Regions from separate parts of the Danio rerio genome. Here all the other regions are linked to region 2. A link is a contact called in public Micro-C data. All regions are on one chromosome and are shown on one strand. Each heading gives the region's core, a stretch centred on a gene start, on an enhancer-like site or on the middle of the called end of the contact. The rest is flanking DNA. Distances are from core to core; before and after follow the strand shown. Region 1 holds the start of mtap (methylthioadenosine phosphorylase). Region 2 holds the start of g3bp2a (G3BP stress granule assembly factor 2a). Region 3 holds the start of cdkn2a/b (cyclin-dependent kinase inhibitor 2A/B (p15, inhibits CDK4)).

What was found. Hi-C and Micro-C count contacts between places; a contact is called where the count stands out from the background.
Region 1: a Micro-C map of caudal fin shows a contact between it and region 2, with 4 times the contacts expected there. The contact joins the promoter of mtap here to the promoter of g3bp2a in region 2. A contact is called at or near these places in 2 of 18 Hi-C or Micro-C datasets (caudal fin and hematopoietic stem cells) and 1 of 4 datasets of contacts at active chromatin or transcription factors (embryo).
Region 3: a contact with region 2 is called in a Micro-C map of caudal fin, with 3 times the contacts expected there. The contact joins the promoter of cdkn2a/b here to the promoter of g3bp2a in region 2. A contact is called at or near these places in 2 of 18 Hi-C or Micro-C datasets (caudal fin and an unstated tissue) and 1 of 4 datasets of contacts at active chromatin or transcription factors (embryo).

The regions. Positions count from the first base shown.
Region 1 is chr1:27,756,922-27,759,994 of GRCz12tu, forward strand. It overlaps mtap (methylthioadenosine phosphorylase), which reads left to right and starts at 1,665. Exons shown (of 8, transcript NM_200554.1): 1 at 1,665-1,733. The coding sequence starts at 1,710. toporsa (topoisomerase I binding, arginine/serine-rich a) reads left to right here. Exons shown (of 3, transcript NM_001305555.1): 3 at 1-602. The coding sequence ends at 285. The region is part of intron 3 of LOC137490010; the gene reads left to right.
Region 2 is chr1:28,091,081-28,093,854 of GRCz12tu, forward strand. It overlaps g3bp2a (G3BP stress granule assembly factor 2a), which reads left to right and starts at 1,262. Exons shown (of 13, transcript NM_001080563.1): 1 at 1,262-1,469; 2 at 1,894-2,013; 3 at 2,106-2,187; 4 at 2,262-2,435. The coding sequence starts at 1,919. It overlaps ints12 (integrator complex subunit 12), which reads right to left and starts at 285. Exons shown (of 6, transcript NM_001002161.3): 1 at 1-285.
Region 3 is chr1:27,777,653-27,780,630 of GRCz12tu, forward strand. It overlaps cdkn2a/b (cyclin-dependent kinase inhibitor 2A/B (p15, inhibits CDK4)), which reads right to left and starts at 1,262. Exons shown (of 2, transcript XM_002660468.7): 1 at 875-1,262. The coding sequence starts at 1,000. The region is part of intron 3 of LOC137490010; the gene reads left to right.

The DNA of each region.
Region 1 (3,073 bases), core at 415-2,914, 330 kb before region 2:
CACAGTCAGAGACATCACAAGAGGAAGAAGAAACACAAGAAGAAGAGCAAGAGACATAACAGTAAGGAGAGGACGAGAAAGCTCAGCCCTGTTCTCATTACAATTACTACTGACAGTGATGGTGAAAGTGCTGACCCCAGTGAACCCTCAACCAGCAGTGTTTGTGCCATTAGATCTACTGTCTTAATAGCAAACATGGCTACAGAAGCTTTCCTAGACAATGAGCATCAGTCAACAGCTGGAACTGAAAATAGTTCTGTGGGTGATGCAGGAAATTACCCCTAGTCTGCTAAACTCCATTGCCATCATGATTTTGTACACAACGTTTTTGTGAACTTTTCAACTTGTTAATTCAGATACTTTTCTTTTTTGTGTGATGGCCAAATGCATTTTATTTTTAATAAACAGAGAAGGGTTGGACTTTAAATGTGATGATTATGATTTGATTTCTTTTTTTGAATACAAAATTTTTAGAGAATGTATGTACATGTACATTACAGATTTTAAAATTTCAAACCTGCAAGCAGGTTCAAAGTCACCAATTTTTAAACTGTTCGTTTTTTATTTGATTGTTTCAAATAAATTGAAAAGGCTAATCTAAATGTATTGACTTGCTCATTGCTTTCTGTAATGATCTATTTTTGTTATCACTAATTTGGTCAATTGTTTTTTCTCATTTATAAAATGTAAACATTATATTTACATTTATTATTATTATATTTTAATACTGAATCAATATACAGATTGGGAATATATTGGGAAAAAATTAAGACACCACTTCAAGATTTAACGGATTAAGTAGTTATGGGTTTAAGTAAAATATTAAGATTTTTTTTGATGATCTGTTAACAATTATTCCACATAAAAAGCAGCTTTTGATTTTAATAAAGCATTAGTAAATGTAAACTAACCTTAACTTGATTAATAAATTATTTAAACGTGTTCATTGGTTGATGCTAGTAAATACATTAACTAGTGGCAGTTTATTGTAAAGTGTTTATTTAGAAAGTGATTATTTTTCAGAATATATTTGTTTTTCATTTGTTGTGATTGGCTTCACTAAATATTGATTTCTTGGCTCTACTGAAGTCAAAACATTAGTAGCCTATGGTGTTGTCTAAAGATAAATACAAAATTTGATTGTAAAAGTTAACATCTTTGGGTAAATAAGATAAAGATAAAACACTCAAATTTATATCTGTAATTTGCAAATACAGAAAAAAAAAGAATATTCAAGTGGTCTCCTAATTTTCTTCCCTATAGCTGTATATTGACAAGATTGACAGAATATTTTCTTTTTAATATTTTAATAATGTACATCATGTAAAATGTCGAAGAAAAAGTTCATCCAATGTGATTTGTTGCAAAAAGTATAAAAGAAATTTAAGACTGTGACATTTAACTGTAGGCTACAGTATCTACAATAATATGAAAAAATGCAGAGATCTAACACATAATTTTTCAAATACATGTATTTTCTCGATGGTGAAAACATCATTTTTTTTTGTATTTATTATTATTGTGTTCCCAATTCCCATGCACAGAATGTCCCTGATCCTAGTTTACATCTAACTTGATACCGTCTGTAGTTTTGATTGTTTGTAAGTTACTCCACATTAGGGGGCGCTAATGCACTTTCTTCGTTTGCGCAGCGACACCCAAGAAAGAAGTAGAAAGCTCTCTTGGTATTTTTCTGCACTTTGAAGAAAATGACATCAAACAGTCACGTAAAGGTAATTTGAACAGTGTCATCATGAAATACAACACAAGATATATGTGAGAAAATAGTTTAAAAATGGGATACTTCCGCGTTTTAACGTGAACTTACCAAATGTTGGATCACTTGGGTCCTGGAATGAACATTATGCTGTAAATCAGTCTACTGTATTCGTCAAAATATAAAGCTTTTCTAATATTTTAATGCCAGTTTTCAGTTTCGCATTTTATTTAGCATGAAGAGAATAACCAGGTACCACCACACGGATCACTGCCAAACAATTTCCTGGTTGATGGAGAAGCAATGATGCTAGCTAATAATGCTAGAGAGTACCTCGTGTCTACATGGGAAGGGTTAACGTTATATTAAATTGTAATATTATAGGTAGGTAAAAGACACACGAAATAACAACAAAAAGAAACTAACGTTAGTCATGAAGTATTTAAGGCTTAAATGGGCACAAGTATTTGTTGGTGCTGCACATGTAAAATAAAATTACGTTTCACGTGAGTGAGAGGAGAATGATTTTTATAGAAGTGTAAAACTTAAAAGTTTTATCAACAACTTTGACCAAAAAATGTATTTTTTTTTTAACTCGTGGCTGCTGATTAAAATTGGTTAATAGTTGTCATCAGCTAGTTAAGGCAGGTTATTGCTTGTTTCAGTTAGTTCTTTATGGTCATTAGTGGGTTTAAGCTGGTTCTTGCTGGTCATTAGCTGATTCTTTTCTGGTTTTAACCAGCTCATAATTAGCAAAAGCTATCTTAAACCAGCAGCCATGTGTCAAAACCTGCCTAACCAGTATGCTGATTTTTTCCACATGGAAAATAGCACCATCTATAAAATCCACAAAATAATGCCACAAATACAATATTCAACAGTTGACTTCCTTACGTCAACTGTTGGTAATGTCCATGATGTCTGCTTTTTAAGCTAGAATGTAAGCAGTTTCCATATTCTGGCTCCAACCCTTGACTTGAGAAAATTTAAGACCACTGTTTAGTTATTTCCAGTGGTGAAAAGAGTACTGAAAAAAATACTTATGTAAAATTACCATTACTTGCCTAAAAATGTAGTGCAAATAGAGTAAAAGTATCTGTTTTTATATTTTTTAAAGTATGAGTAAAAAGTAGACCTTTCAAAAGTACTCAAGAGTAGTGAGTATTACGGTGCAAAAAGCTGATGCATTTACATCTAATTTGTGAATGTGTTTAAACGTAACATTCTGTTGTGCATTTAGTTATTGCCCAGCAGGCACACAACTTCATAAGTTGCTAATATTATTTTAAATTTGATTGTGATGACAGGACACCAAAATTCAACATCTTTCCAGTGTCTAAGGACAACGTTATTTTG
Region 2 (2,774 bases), core at 12-2,511:
TTATTATCTAATTTAACATAAGAAAATGACCCGGCCCTCTACTTATGGAGTTTACGATGTTATATTCTCGGATAACACTAGAAAAGCTTCATTTCAGACTCTACAATATCTAGTCTTTCTGAGCTAACAAAAGCAACATGAACTTACTGACACCGGATTGTGCTCAAGCTTTTGTTTAAGGAACGTTTTTATAAACCGTAAAAAAAAAACAAGATATTATCCTTAGCAGAAATTAACTAACTTAGCAATGCTTGAAATGATCCGACTATAGTATCGAATTAAAATAGAGCAAGTAGAAAGAAAGCGCTTGAAAAGTATGGGGACCTCAATAGGGCGTGGCTTAGTGGCCATGAGGTTGTCTCTAATTGGTCGGATGAATCTGTTTTCTGTTTTTGTGCTAATTTACATTTTAATTTATCTCTCTTTGGCATGTTTTAAAAATTGTTTGTAAAAACAATATTTATTTTAAAAAGTGTCCTATTTAAACTATTGCTCACATAAAAGATGAAGCAACACGCCAACGGTTTTGTCACGTGATAGTTGTTGTTTTTCTTACTGCTTGTCAGTTCTTATTGTTAGATTAAAAATAACCTGTTGGTGAGAATTATGTACCAAATTATTAGAAATTAATGGACTTGCCTTAGACACATGTTTTCTATTTACTAACATTTGTAAATTTCTTAAATTTCTCTGCAGGATTTTGATGGCTTGATAGCGCTTTGCATTCTGAGCCACCAAGTGCCCCCTACTGGATAACTGGTGATCATAATGATGTTTGCCGACTGTTCTTTTATTTCTTTCTAATGACGCTTTTGTGTTTCTACTAAATCATACCGACATAAGCGCTTCGTTTCCGCCGTCATTTTCACCAACAGCACCTCGACATGAAATTTCAGCCTGCAAATTATTTTAAAAATATCACTATGTATTAATATATTAAAATCATCAGGAATGCGAGCTTATCAACCAGCTTAAAAATCATATCAGCCGGACACTAATAAATGTAACACAAGGAAATGCTACGTAGTGCGTAAAATTGAAATATCCTTGACCAAATAGGTAAATAACGTCTCGTAACAAACTCTCAAAACCTTATTGTTCTATAACCATCCAAGACCATTTATTGTGCGAATTTAACGGCATATCTTGCCCGTTATGGCGTTGTTGACAGGGGTCAAAAGAATGCGTTGTAGGAGCGTCATAATTGTGTTGTCGAGTGTAAGAAGCTGATTGGCTGTTCTGGTGTGACGGGGGTTCTTGTCCCAGATCGCAGGGGTTAGACAATAAGAATCCAAACAGCAGCATTTACAATAATAACACCGCATAGATGCTATTTCTATCTCTCTGTGGTTTCAAGTAGCTGGCGCTGTCACTAAAACAGCTGTTCTAAATATATCAGACGAATCGAATAATTTTTCAGAATTATTCAGTCACTTAGACCAATCAAATACATCCCAGAAAAAAGGTAAGTGCCACACATCTATAGGTCTTCTAAGCATTTTGTTGATTTCGACATGCTTCACTTCTATTTAGTCTAACTGGATTCATTCTGATCAGTCATAAATAAATTTGTGTGAATGCGGGTAATAAAGGTTGATTGTGACGCTATTGACAGATTTCAGATTGTAAAGTTAAAATGCTCAGTTTCTTTGTTATCTAATTGCATTGAATACAGCCCTCATGTAGGCATGATTATAATAAATGACACGGGATGCATTTAAAGCCTTTTTTTTTGGAGTATTGATTCCATTTAAATACATAAATGAAAATGCAAAAGTGAAAGTGACCTGTTTTTTTTTATTTCTTAATTGTTTTATTTTTGTCAGTAGTTTATGTTTGTTTATATATTGTTGTTGTTACAGTGGTTGTCAGTAACAATATTTTTTCTTTCAGAAAAAAATATTTTTTTAGGAAGGAAATGGTGATGGAGAAGCCCAGTCCCCTGCTGGTAGGGCGGGAGTTTGTGAGACAGTATTACACACTGCTAAATAAAGCACCGGACTTTCTGCACAGGTATGCCTTACAAAATCATAATTTCATAATGTCTCCTCACATGGCTTTATCATATTAAAATACAAGTTATTCAAAACATTTTTGTGATGCAGATTTTATGGACGAAACTCATCTTACGTCCATGGCGGACTGGATTCGAATGGGAAACTTTCAGAAGCAGTCTATGGGCAAGCAGTAAGTTTAAAAGATTGTTGTGTGTTCAGGTAAGCTGAATTGTACGTCTACTCATTTGTTTTTCCCATCTACAGGAGATACACAAAAAGGTTATGTCCTTGCAGTTCAGCGAATGCCACACTAAAATCCGGCATGTGGATGCCCATGCCACGCTGAGTGATGGTGTGGTTGTTCAGGTGATGGGAGAGCTTTCCAATAATGGACAACCCATGAGGAAATTCCTACAGACATTTGTGCTGGCCCCAGAGGTGTGTAGGATTACAATATACCATTATTATTACATATTTTAATTAATTCATCCAACATTTAGTATTTAATTTGTTAAAGCACAAACTTGAATTTGTGAGTATGAATGGAGATTTGCACATCTGGCCACTGGAATTTCTTTGCAGAACTATTGAAGCTCTGTCAGATTAGTAAGAGAAAGCAAGTAAGGCCTTTTGTTTTGTTTTGTTTTTCAAATACACCCATAAAGTCTCAATTAAAAAAGAGATTTGAACTCTCACTTTGCTATAGGTCTTAACTTGTGTAAACAGCCACTATATTAAGGTTGTCTGTGTTAAGGATTGTTTAACCAAACCCATTAA
Region 3 (2,978 bases), core at 12-2,511, 310 kb before region 2:
GAAAAGGGTTTTCGCAGTGATGCCCTTCTGGTTCCGCACAGAAAACCTATTACAAAGCTTCCAAAAGAAGTATTTTTATTGTCAAAAAATGAAATAAACATTTTAATAGTTTAAAGGCACATTTTTCAAAAATTTTCTCCATAGATGCAAAAGGTTCTTCTTAAAACCATCGATGCCAACAAAGCTTTCGGGAGTGAATTAGCAAGTAGTGTGCCATTCTTCTCGCACATAGAGATATGATTTAATAGTTTAAAATTTATCTGAAATTAAGATCTATAAAATGTCTTATTTATTTATTGTTATGTATATAAATCTATCTATCTATCTCTTATATATAATTGTAAACATTTGGTTTTTATACACAGTTATAGTACATTGGGACTTTCGTTTTCAATAAGATTTTAGTTTTCTTTGAATAATTTGAACTTTGACAATACATCCAAAACTCCTTGTCTTATTTCGGACTAATTTCTAAGAATGTAGCTATAAGTTAAAATTATAATGTTAAAATTAATGACATTACTAAAAGATAGAAAGTGTTGTTAGTATTATATAGGTTGATAACACGCTATTGGTAAACATGTTTCAGGCCGTTTAAGTAGCCTAAAAGGTTCTTAAACATGCTAAAATGAGTAAAATAAATACACAAATAGCCTAATATTTAAAAAAAAAAAAGAAAAGTAAATCCCATATAGTCAAACAGGTGTGAAAATATGAAATAGCCTAAATTTGTTAAATAATATGACCTTTAATACAAAATAAGTCTTTGAATTGTATGTTACTAATTTAATGTTACATATCTGCAATTAATCTTATTTATTTATTTGCATTTGTTTATTTCCGTTGTTTATTCTTAAAGCGCGTCTAAACCTACCTGTATAGGCGTTCTTCTAAATTTGTTAACCACATTGGCATTCACTCCGTTAGAAAGTAAAAACTGAACATGGGAAATGTTTCCGGTGGCTGCTGCTGTGGTCAGTTCATCCTCGACGTTCATCATCTTTATTGATTTTCGAAATTAATTCGCTTCACAGGTAAAACCAAATGATGATGATACTGCGAAAACAATCAGTTCAACGCTGTAATTTATTTTTATCGGTCTCCATGAATAACATGTTCCAATATAATGCGTAAATAAGCGAAACTGACTCGTTTATCAAAGTGTTGTGTCTTAAAATAATTTTTCGTAGCGAGATATTTGTTCGGACTTGTCTCTGTCATAAACGTCACAGCAAAACCGTGGTGCAGTACTGTCATACTGCGCCTGCGCACAACAGCTGAGTCAGGAAGACATGAGTTTACGACACAGTAGGAGAGGCTGCAGAGAAACAGAAATTAGGTTCTGCTAATGTTTTATGGCTAATGTAACTGGCATTAGCCTGCTTTTAGATCACAAGAAGTTTTTTTATTCTTTTTTTCGGGTACATAAGCATATCACAACGCTAATTATGCTAACATAATTGGGTTTTGTGCCATGGAGAAGTTACTCTTCGGGAATAGGCTAACGTTACCAGGAAAAATCTCTCGTTTTTCAAGAGTAAAGTTATTTTATGGATTTTGATTAAGACGCGATGTTAGCTAGGCCTGTAGAGATTAAGTTTGACTTGGCTACTTTAAAGTATATTATTTAGCCATTATGCTGTGTGGGGCGCTTAAGTTAAACTATATTTTTGATCCACATAAATTATAACAAAAAAGCATATACATACATTCGTGGTAGCCTATATTTATATTTTTTTCATAATGGTTGTTCTGTTTTTGATTGTAGATGAACATAAATCTATTTTCTGCACGATAGAAAGGACGCGAATGGCCATAATTTTGCCCAAACATCGTCTGACTTACAGTTTTGTAATGCTATTTCCCCATCACACGACTGTAGCTAAACTATAGCCTGTATCCAGAAACAAGGTATTAAACAATTGTAGCAAATAGTTTTTAATTTTAGCAGTGAGTTTGTTGCCTCTCTAATACGTTGAAAATAAGTAAAAAGATAAAGGGTCCTGTGGCTGTGTAGATCATTTACATAAAGTAAAAATCACATTCTGAGATGCACCTGTTTAAAATGAAGAACAGTGTGCTTTTGTATTTAATTTTCTAACTTATTCATGTTTTGATGTTGTTAACATGTTAATAATATTGGTTAATGTGCATGCAAAATAGATACTAAAATATGAAATAGTAAATAAAATAATCATAACAAACCAACGCAGTACAATATTAAAGAAAAAAAATAGTTGGCAAAGCCCCACTGGCTAAGTGTTAATAATAGAAAATTTAATTTAAATGTCATAGAAGCAACGATTAAAAATGAATTATTTTACTTAGTTTTGTTGAATAGATATTAAACAACATGTAGAAATAGAATAGTTGAACTATGTAACTAAAAGATATCCTGCACAAAGTTTACTTCACAACTCCAGTAAATAGGCATGAGCATTTTAATATTTAATACCACAGTTGAAATTCCTACATTAAAAGGGGGAAAAAAGAAGTTTTGATTTGATTTATTTATTTTGGATCAAAAATATACATAAAATATCATAAAAAAATAAAATAAAATAAAAAACATTTTCGAAAATGGACTGGGATGAAGCACAAGCCTATTATTTTCCCACCCCGTTACCACATACTTCATTCGTCTATTACTTAAACCTATTTCTTCTTTCACTCATCTCTTTTTTTTACATGAGACATATTTTATCCTTTTGGCATCTTTGACATGTTTAAATCCATTTGTACCTTTACATTTTGTAACATAGACCTAAAAAAAAAACAAAAAAAAAACATAGTACTGCAAATAGCCATTAATTAAAGTTTCATCATACCATTTTCAATCACCTTCATCATTATATTCCTTTTATAATATATATTTATTTATACAACTTTTTAAACTGATTACCATGCTGACATTGTTTGAGAGTCTGATCTGTTCCATAATTTCACACCACAGACAGACATACACAAACTTTTTAAAG